2 separate regions of the Mus musculus genome follow, and region 1 is linked to region 2. The links are chromatin contacts, called in public Hi-C maps. All regions are on one chromosome and are shown on one strand. The core of a region is the stretch at or near the end of the contact, and the rest is flanking DNA. Distances in the headings are between cores, read along the strand shown. Region 1 holds the start of Txnrd3 (thioredoxin reductase 3). Region 2 overlaps Chchd6 (coiled-coil-helix-coiled-coil-helix domain containing 6).

What was found. A called contact is a pair of places that touch in the nucleus more often than the background predicts.
Region 1: a Hi-C map of the MNK3 cell line shows a contact between it and region 2, with 3 times the contacts expected there. The contact joins the promoter of Txnrd3 here to the enhancer-like site in region 2. A contact is called at or near these places in 2 of 39 promoter capture datasets (3T3-L1-derived adipocytes and hippocampal neurons), 1 of 15 datasets of contacts at CTCF or cohesin (large pre-B cells), 2 of 484 Hi-C or Micro-C datasets (B cells and the MNK3 cell line), 3 of 115 datasets of contacts at active chromatin or transcription factors (extraembryonic endoderm stem cells, pancreatic cancer cells and trophoblast stem cells) and 1 of 9 other capture datasets (adipose tissue).

What each region holds. Positions count from the first base shown.
Region 1 is chr6:89,642,437-89,647,569 of GRCm38.p6, forward strand. Txnrd3 (thioredoxin reductase 3) reads left to right here and starts at 1,552. Exons shown (of 16, transcript NM_001178058.1): 1 at 1,552-1,966. The coding sequence starts at 1,697.
Region 2 is chr6:89,420,398-89,425,166 of GRCm38.p6, forward strand. All of the region lies in intron 5 of Chchd6 (coiled-coil-helix-coiled-coil-helix domain containing 6), which reads right to left. Among named protein-coding and RNA genes, the nearest start is that of Gm52910, 11 kb to the left of the region's middle. Within about 2 kb of position 2,439, at least 134 of the 459 cell types and tissues checked have an H3K27ac peak or open chromatin away from gene starts, as enhancers often do. A contact at or near this core is called in B cells, the MNK3 cell line, adipose tissue and 1 more, where this site is marked.

The DNA.
Region 1 (5,133 bases), core at 302-2,801, 220 kb after region 2:
ATGTTCTACCTTCTATGGTATTGAATTTTCAGCCAAGATTTGTTTTATGTAAAAACAAACAACCCTATCCATCCATCTCATTAGAATGTAAATTTGCTCTCATCTTTAATAAAGGGTGAAATTATAAAGGTACCTAAGATTTTCCTAAAAATTAAATTCATTATGATTTATTACCAGTAAATGTTTGTGAATCTGTTGAATGTACTTTTGAGATCATGTGAAATCATTCAGGTTAAAAAGGGTTGCAAGTGAAAAAGATTTGAGTTTTAGTAGGGTCTTCTAGGGTTCAAGGGTTGGTGATAACAAGTCTGGCTCAAATGTTTGAAGCAGCCCTGGTTGAGCCTGCCCTTCAGACAGGCACCAGATACACTGGCCATGCAGTTTTCCTCAAGGCCTCTGTGGAGTGGGCGTTCCAGACCACAGGTGCTAAGGATAGTCCAGCTAACTGACTAACAGTGGCCACTAATTAGAGTCCGTGCCTCTGCTCATTTACAGGAAGCTGAACTTCAGAAGGGCTGCTTACAGCAATAACTTTAAAACGTGAGCCCAGGGAGAGGGCTCAGTTGATAAAATGTTTGCATACCGCCTGTTCTTATTTGACCTTCTTTCCAAATGGTTCCTGTGTTGGGGATGGCTTGAGAATCCATTGTGCCCTAGTTATTTCCTGTTGCTGTGATAACAACACTAACCAAAAACAACTTAGAGGAAGAAAGGGTTTATTTGGGAAAAGTCCCAAGTCACACTCCATTATTGGGGGAAGTCAGAAAACCCAAGAAGGAGCAGAAGCTGACTGCTGCTCGTGGGCTTGCTCTCGATAGCTCACTCAGCATGCTCTCTTACCACCTAGGACCACCTGCCCAAGGGTGGCACCCCCTCCCCAGTGGGCCTGATGCCACCACATTTATCATTAATCAGAAAATATTCCACAGGCTTGCCTACAGGCCAATCTGAAGGAAGCATTTCCTCAGTTGAGTCTCTTTCCAGGTGACTCTAGTATGCTCCAAGTTGACAAAAACTAAGCAGTACACTGTCACAGTGAATTGCTGAGGGTGTGTGTGGGTTGAGGGGTTGGGGAGGTAGTAACCTAGGAACCTCATATTGAAACTGAATTGCAATAGTAATTTTTATTCAGCTTCAGTAGTGCAAATTAAAAAAGAATCAGTATTTCCTAGACAAGGTTTTTGTCACATTTTCTGAAATAAAGTGGAGACATCTACCCTTCCTGAAAAGCACCTATTTTGAGATTGGTGGAGAATCAGGAGCGGAAGGAACTGTAGAGAGGCCTCTGGGTGTCAAAAACTGTGGTAAAACGATAATGAAAACAGTAATTACAAGAAGAGCAGAGCATACAAGCTTGATTCCGCACCTTTGAAAATGGCAAGTGACTGCCACTGTGCCACTGGGTGGTAGACAGAGTAGTTTGCAGGCTCACCAGGCTGAGCTAAGGGGGCGTAGCTTAGCCCTGTGGAGGCCTGGAGGTGGGGCAAAGTTTTCCCGGGGGCGTGGCCGGTCGGTAGGCGGGCCCTCTCCGTGGGTCGCGCGGTCGGGGGCGTGGCCCCGTAGCTGTCCGGTGCGCCCGCGGCCAGTGCGTAGCGTTCTCAAGTTCTCAGCGGCTTTGCCGGCGTCGTCCCCTAGGCGGCCGCCCGCGTCCCGGTTCCTCAGCAGGCCCGGCTCGGCCCGGAGCGACAACAAAGCCCTGGAGAAGCCACCGTCCCCGCCGCCGCCTCCTCGGGCGCAGACCTCGCCCGGGCTGGGGAAGGTTGGAGTCCTCCCCAACCGCCGCCTGGGTGCTGTCCGTGGCGGCCTCATGTCGTCGCCACCCGGCCGCCGCGCCCGCCTGGCCTCCCCTGGGACCAGCCGCCCGTCTTCTGAGGCCCGCGAGGAGCTGCGGCGCCGCCTGCGGGACCTCATCGAGGGCAACAGGGTGATGATCTTCAGCAAGAGTTACTGTCCACACAGCACGCGGGTAGGCGGGGCCGGCCGTAGCAGAGCTCTGGGGCGTGGCCTGATGGGCAGGGTCTAAGCAATCCCGGTGGGAGGAGGGAAGTGAAGGTGAAGCCAGGACAGGGTGGGCCGGGCGGGGAGGAGCGTCGATAAAGAGGCTGGGTAAGTTTGTGAGCCGGATCTGGGGACTGATCAGAGGTCTGAGCAGTGAGCCGGGCGAACCCCGGGCTCAGTAGTTAGCGCCTGGTGGGCGGGGTCTGAGCAAGGTTGGTGGGTGGGGCGAAGCGGAGGTCTGTGGAGGGTGCTTGATGGGCGTAACCGGAATAGGGTCTGGGCGGGGCTCATTGGGCGGATTGGAACCGTGGAAGGGGGTCCTGGTGGGAGGGGCTAATAGGGAGGGTCTGAGTGGAACTCTGTGGGTGGGACCTAGTGTATGGGGGGTGGGGGGTAAGGGAGGGTTTGGGTGGAACTTAGTGGGCGGGCGGTCCTGCGCTGACATATGGGAGGTGGGCGGGGCCTGAAGGTGGACGGAGTAGGGCTTTTGTAGCACTTTCCCAGGTTTCATTGCCTACCTTCTCTGACTCACTACGGGGTCCCGGGAGGTTGCCATCTAGGGAAACATTTGCTTTCCAGCCTGATAATGGGCTTTAGTTAAAAAAAAAAAAAAAAGAACAACCAAAAAATATTTAAAATTGTTGTCTTATTAAAATAGGATTGCGTGGCTAGCTGAAGCTGGATCTAGATCCCATTTGTTAACTAGCATGTTTGGCTCCTTGACCAGGTTTCAGAACTAGCAGGGAGCTTGTAAGATGAAGGTAGAGGAGGTTTTAAGAACCATGGAAGTCGTGGCTAGTTTAAGCTCTGTTGCACACTCTGTAATTTGGGGCTGGGTGGGCATTCGACATTGTTTTCATATTATGAGATAAAAATATTCTTATTGAAATCTTTGGAAGGAAGATGCAAGATGGGGCTGTTCAATATCTTGATGTTTACTTAACATTATGAGAAAGTTGAAACAATAAAGGCCAGGTGTGTAACTTAGTGGGAGCAAGGCCCTGGCTTCCATTTCTAGCACAATTTAAATGAAAAAAAAAATAGATGCTTGGGCAGAAGGATCATGTATTCAAGGCCAGCCTGGGCTCCTATTAAGAGTGCTACCACAAGAAACGGGATGAAATGGTGCCAGCTCCAGGACCAACGTTCCATCCCCAGAACTCGTATTAAAACAGATGGCATAGTGGAGTGCACTTTACCTCAGTGTAAGACAGTGTAAGTCCAGGCTACACAGCCTGTAAGCGTCAGGCCAGTAAGAGGAGTTACTGGAAAGAAGGTAGACAGACAAATCTTTCGAGAATGATAGCTGAGGTTGACCTCTGGCCTCTGTAGCTGCAAGTGCACCTGCATGCAAAGATACACACAGACACAGTCACACATACATTAAAAATATGCATTCATTTTAAAAACTAATAAAATGTGGATGGCAGCGTGGAGACTACAGGCTGCTTCCTCCCTCCCCCCAGGGTTAGCCACATTCCTTATTCACCTGGGAGAGGTACCTGATGCTGCTCTTCACTAACAGAGCTCTGTTCTTTTGGCCTGCATGGGCCTTATGTGAGTCGACTCACATGTTTTACAGCTGTTTCCTCTGCAGTTTGGCTTGGGGACTCGTGCATGTTAGGACCTGTGGCTCTGTCTCATTACCTCTCACTGCTGTGATGTTCCCTAGGCTAACAATGAACTTGGGGTAATCCTCCTGCCTCGGTCTCCCAAGTGTGGGGATTATAGCATGAGCCACTACAACTGGCTTAATATTTTGATCTTAAAAGCAATATGGGTAGATACCTTTCTTTGGACACATCTGGGAGCACACCCTGGCCAACTTACCTAATTGCTTTTGAGCCATATGTGATCTTTGCCAAAAGCCCAGAAGCGATGGGCGTCTTTCATTGATTCATGGAGTCATCCCAGCGGCAGGGCGTTTTCAAGTATACTGATTTGGCCTCTGGTGGTGAGTGTGTCCCTGTTCTTGCTTTCCAGCCTTGCTGACAGCTGCTGTGTTCCACTTTTTCAGTTCTGCTAGGTAATGCTCTTCCGTTGAAATTTTCATCTCCCTAATGAAGCCTACGTGTTATGACTGCCTTGAGGAGTTTTCTTTTGTGAACCATTAAGACCACTTTCTTCTTGTTTTTCTTTTGTTGTGCTGATTTGTAGGTTTTCTTTACTTATTATAAATACTAATCCTTTGGTTACATGTTGGGAAATCTCGCAGAGTCTCGTGACTGGGTCTTGTGGTAACTGAGGCTTGTGAGTGTCCCGCTCCACTTTCCTTTCACAGTGTGTGGGTCTCAAGTCTTATTTAGGACCCCTGCTTTGGTCTTTGCAGCCATAAACACATTCTCCTGACTGGACTCCTGCAAGTTTTGTAGTGTGACTTCTACTGAGAGTGGCTGTTGGTGGAGTCCATCTTTTCTATCGATTGTATCTTCATATGTACTGGTCTCTTTCTTGGTGTGTGTGCTGGTTTATAGTAGGGAGCAAAACATTGCTTGAGGTAGGGTCTCTTACCAGTCCAAGCTGGCCTTGAACTCTCCAGCCTTTCCTGCTTCTGTTTGAATGATAGGTCTTCCAGCTCATTGCTAGGTATGTCCTAGAATCCCATCTTTTAGTAACCAATCACTGGCTGATTTTGTGGCAGTTTGTTCATGGGGCTATTAAATGCATCACCCACAATCCATTGTGGTTTTCACATATGGTCCCTACAGAATCAAGAAGAAAGATTTATTCCTCCATGAAGTGGTTATGCTGTTTAACAAGCATTAGTTATTGGGTTCTTAGCGTTGTAGAGCCATGAACATGGATGGATCTGGCCCTCAGGAACTCAGAATAGCTGAGCTGTCACCAGCCAGCTCTCACATACATTAAAAAGAGTTTTGACAAATAAGGGCTGTAGTAATGAGGGATAAAACAGTAGTTATTTAGACAATCTGCACAGGCCCAGGGAAGGTCAGGTGGGCTTCTGAGATAAAGAGGAGGTCTGCTTGTGCGGGAAGGTACATGACATAGTGATTGATGTAAGCAAAGAAAGGAGAGGGCAAAAGGAAGTGTGGCTCAATAGAAGGAGTAATGAAGGAAACCGGGGTGGGGTTCCCTGGAAATGGCTGGAATTTAACTTCAAAAGTTTGTAAGTGT
Region 2 (4,769 bases), core at 1,189-3,688:
TTACACATATACCTACAGACTCAGGATGGCAGGACAAACCTAGGAGCAAGAACATGCCAGCTGTGTTTGATCCTGGTGTTACAATGTGATTTTCAGTAAGTTGCTTAACTTGTTAGTCACTTCTGGTCACACAGGCCTAGCCTAACACTTTCCTTTTTCTCTAAAGCTCTGACATCTTCGTTTGCTCCCAGAGAAGACTGATACTGACATCCTTTCAGCCTCAGGCCTTTGCACTCCAGGTGGGAGTATTCAGATCCATGCAGTTGGTCAGACAAATAGACTGCAGGGGAAGGCCACATCTGGAGGCTGAGACAGGGTGGGTTAAGTGGGCCCTGTACAGAGGTGTAGGGTAAGTGGTCAGATGTCTTGAGTGGGGTATGAAGCCAGTAACAGATGCCTTTGTGTGGCCCTTTGTGGATGCCAAGGTCAGGTCCTTTGCACAGCAATGTATTCACTCCTGATAAGGGACTCTTGGCGTTTGAGATGAGCAAACAGCTTCAGGCTCATCAGTCCTTGCAATAAACTGACATGACAGTGAAAGGACTCTGGACTCTTAGGGCTGGACCTCCTTGCACATTTGTCAGGCTCCACCTGGCTCTACCTACCTGCTGAAGAAAAGCAACAAGCCAGTCCCTGGATGGACAGGAAAAGAGAAGTCTGAATACAGGTTGCCAGGAGAGCACATTATGTGGTGTGGAACCCGATTAGGTCTATAGGGAAGGGAACTAAGGCAGAGAACTTCCTCTAGGAGACTAGGTGAACACAGGTCTGGGCTGGAATCAGGCTCCACCTTTATCCGCTCTCTGAGATTTCCACTGTCTACAGTCTCAGGCAGGATTGGTGGGAGGTCATCATGAAAAGGAGACTCTTGCAGGAGAGCTTAGGAACACAGAGTCCCTGGCGGGGAGGCCCAGGAACTAGAAGGTGGAGCAGGTCATCTAGCTTATCCCTTCTAGTTTCCTCTCTCCACACCAGGGAGCCTTCTCTAAGGCATGCCAACAACTTCAGTACACAACAGGCATGAAATAAACACAAGTCTTCCTCACAGCCTGGCAGTAGAAGATCTATATTAATGGCACACTCGGGAAGCTTTCTGCTTCTCCTCTGAGTCCTTGCGCTCACATCCCTGCTTCAAATGGTGTGACATTCCCTGATATGGCTGTCGTGGCTGAGGATAAAGGCAGAGGCAACCTGATCAGTCTCTCCCAATTCCTCTAGCACATGTTCCTTTGTGACCACTGGGCTTCTGGTGGAGCCTCCTGAGGATGTGGCCTGGCTCATGGGCTCACAGTATGACAGCACTTTGGTGTGTACTGGCCGCAGTCTGTGGTAAACCACTTACTTCCTCTAAGCTTTGATTTCTTAACTGCAGAGTGAGAGAAAAGCACCCAGATCTCCCCAACCCACATACACCGTAGAGCTTCTGAAGCCACAAAGAACCTCGTGTTCTTTCCACAGACGTGGGTCTTTCTTCCTCATAAAAAACCCACCCAACTCTTTTGAGTTTCTTTTCTTCTATATGTGTTCACGGGTCAGATCACAGGCTTCCAGGCCCAGTCACTTGCTGAGTCCCTCTCAAAGAGAGGACTCAAAGGCTGAGATGGGGCCCATGTACTGTGGGCAAGCAGAAGAGGCCTAGAGCCATTGCTCTGTATGGTAGGCAGCATGCATCTGTCCCAGGGGACATAGAGCCAATCATGTGGTCAGTAGGATTTGTCATAGGAAGTGTCCACAGGCCAAGAAGTGGTTACTGCCACCCCCCCCCCCCGTAGCTTCCTCTATTTTCCTCATGATGACTCAGTGAAAATCCCCCATTGGTCCCATCCTGACTGCCGTGCAGACCCATGGCAGTGGGCTGTGTAACAACCACTGGCCCAGAAGCACAGGAAAGGTCTCCAAGCCACAACAGAGGTTCATTTGTCCATGAGCCCCTGGTTCTCCAGCCTTCCTCATTAAGGACAAGGATCCTGTAGACTACAACTTGTCATAATTGTGGGCTTCTTAAGGACTGGTCAATTTGTTCATCCTGAGAACACTAGGAATGGGGGTGGGATCCAAGTCAACTGGAGCCTGTGCTCTGGCCATATGGATGCTCAGACACCACAATGTCACAATTACAAATGGGCATGAGGCCAGTATTTTGAGCTGTCAGAATACCTACCAGAGCAGCCTGTAAACTTGATCAGACAGTCTTCTTGGGAACTGATACCTGAACTGAACCCAACCAAAGTATTTCTCTCGCTCCCCCTCTCTGCCTCTGGTGGTTCCAACAATGGAGTCCACGGTCTAGTTCATGGCAGACTAGCACTCAACTTTACAGCACAATTTTTGTCACATCAATATTTTCAAAAGTGAAAGCAGGCCAGGGGTTATAGTGAGTGGCAAGCATGCTGGGGCTTGTATCCTGGCCCCACCCATCTCCTTCCTACTTCTGGGTGAGGTCATGGTACACTTGTGAGCACCTTGTGGGCAAGTACTTTAATTAGAGAGCATTCTGTGAGGCACGCTGTGAGTGGGCACTCTGAAGGACCACACTGAAAGCACACCCTGTGAAGGAGCACCTTGTGAGGGAGCACAGTGGGGGGAGGGCTCTGTGAGTAAGCCCTCTGCACCTCAAGTCAAACAGCTCCTACCATGTCCTCTAGGCCAACAAATTCTCCTACCGTTGTAAACAGTGCTGAGGAGAACAAGTGCCTACCTGCAGCTCTGTGTGTGAATGAGCCTATCTACAGAGAATACTCTAGAAGTCAGGGTCTTGAGACAAAGACTGCATTTATTTCTAATGAACTGTAAAGGATAAGAAGATATGAGCCAAACAAGGAGGAGGACCCATGAAGAGAGAGAACATGGGTGTCCAAAGGGCAGTGCAGGTACATGAGGGGAGCAGAGACTGTCAAACAGTGGGATCAAGGGCAGGGAGGGCTAAGATACTCAGTGGGTGCAGCTGACTCAACTTCAGGCTCAGAGCCTGAGTTCCAATGAGGGGTGAATAAAACCCTGGCTTTGTTTGTTTTGTGTTTTTTGAAACAAGGGTTTGTTTTATAGCCCAGGCTAAACTGGAACTCATTATGTAGATAATACTGGACTAAGAGTCACAGTGCTCTTCCTATCTCAGCCTCCTGAGTGCTGAAATTACAGTCCTCAGCTACTATGCCTGTCTGTTTAAGTGAGGGAATAGCAAAGCAGTACTGTTTTTAAAAGACTGTGGCAGCTGTGGACAATGGAGTCCCATCTTTCTGGAGGGGTCATCAGCACTGGAGGGTCCTGGACTGCCCAGGACCTGGGAGCTACAGTTACCACAGAAGCTCACAGGCTTTCTGACAGCTCTCTGATGGGCCTGCACTGTCCGCACGTCATCTGTGCCCACCATCATGAACTGATAGTTTTGGAGACTTTTCTTCCCATAGAGTCCTCAGGTTCCCACTTCTGGAATGCCTTTTCCTCTGCTCTAGACAGCTGCCCCTCCTCCGCTGCCTGCAGCTGCTTCTTGAGCACATCTGAAGGCAGAAGACCTGATCTCCATTAATTAAATTTGCCATTAAAAATTAAATAATGTGAGTAAGAAGGTGTGAGCATTATCTCTGTGGGTTTCAAAAGTCGCAGTGTTTCTTCAATTACTTCCCAAGCAGTTTTCATATTTCATACTGTCTGATTTCTCCAAGGGCCTGGATTTGCAAGATCAAAAGAGAGTGTGAGGGTGAGAGAAGCAAGGTGGGAAGGCGGGAAGGGGAGGATAGCATCAAAACATGTCGTGGGCAGGAGAGATCGACCTGCTATCCCCAGGCAGAGCTAGGAGAAGCAGCAGAATGGAAAGATGTAGGGGCACAGAGGTTGGCAGCAAGTCTCCCAAGTGCAGGTCAGGGTGAGGCCCATGTGTCCATGTATATGACAATGGATATGGAAACAAGAGCTTACCCTATATGCCTGGAAAAGAGCTGCTCCTGGGCCAGAGCCCTCAATACAGATACCTAGGCCAAAAGCATTCAGGAATGATCTACTAAGGAAAAAGAAAACAGGGCTGGGTGTCATGGAGACCCAGCTTGAGAAGGGTCATAGCATTAGAGAGAACTCAGCTGATATCACTATGGAGAAACCATGCAGGGCCATGTAGGAACAGAGTGGGCTTCTGGTGTTCAGGTCAGGACCTCTCCTCCTAGTGTGTGTCCTGGGCAAGACTTGCATTGCCATGTCCTCTCCTCTGTACAGTAAGATGATGGAGTAGTCAGCACAGGCTGGATGGGAGTGGGGGCAGGGCAATGCATTATAGAATTACACAATGCCTGGCACACACTGGACACTCAATAAATGTTTTAAGAACTTAACAAACAACGCTCACTTTATGCATATGAACCAACAAGGCCAGCAGAGTGTGGAAGAATTCTGAGAGCTGAGGAGTGAAAGAAGGCTCATCATAGGGCTTTTAGTCTCATTTGCTCATGGTCTATCCCCAGAGCCTGTGAGAGGGCCTGATACAAGAATTGCTGAATAAATTAAAACCAAGGCCAGAACCATAAGAGTGATGCACAGGCTAGTTAGGAGGAAGACAGTTCCTAAGCTCCAGCTCTGCACTGGGTCTGTACTCATAGATTTAGCAGGCTACTGCAGACCAACTTGGGGTAGCACATGGTATGACCAGGGCACAGAAGACTAAGGCATGGCTTGGGGAGGGCAGGCAGATTGAAGCTCAGGGACTTGGATTCCTGCCCAAGTGGTGGGAGTATTTTAACACAAGCTGTGGGAGGATGCAAGAGGCAACAGTCACATGTGTG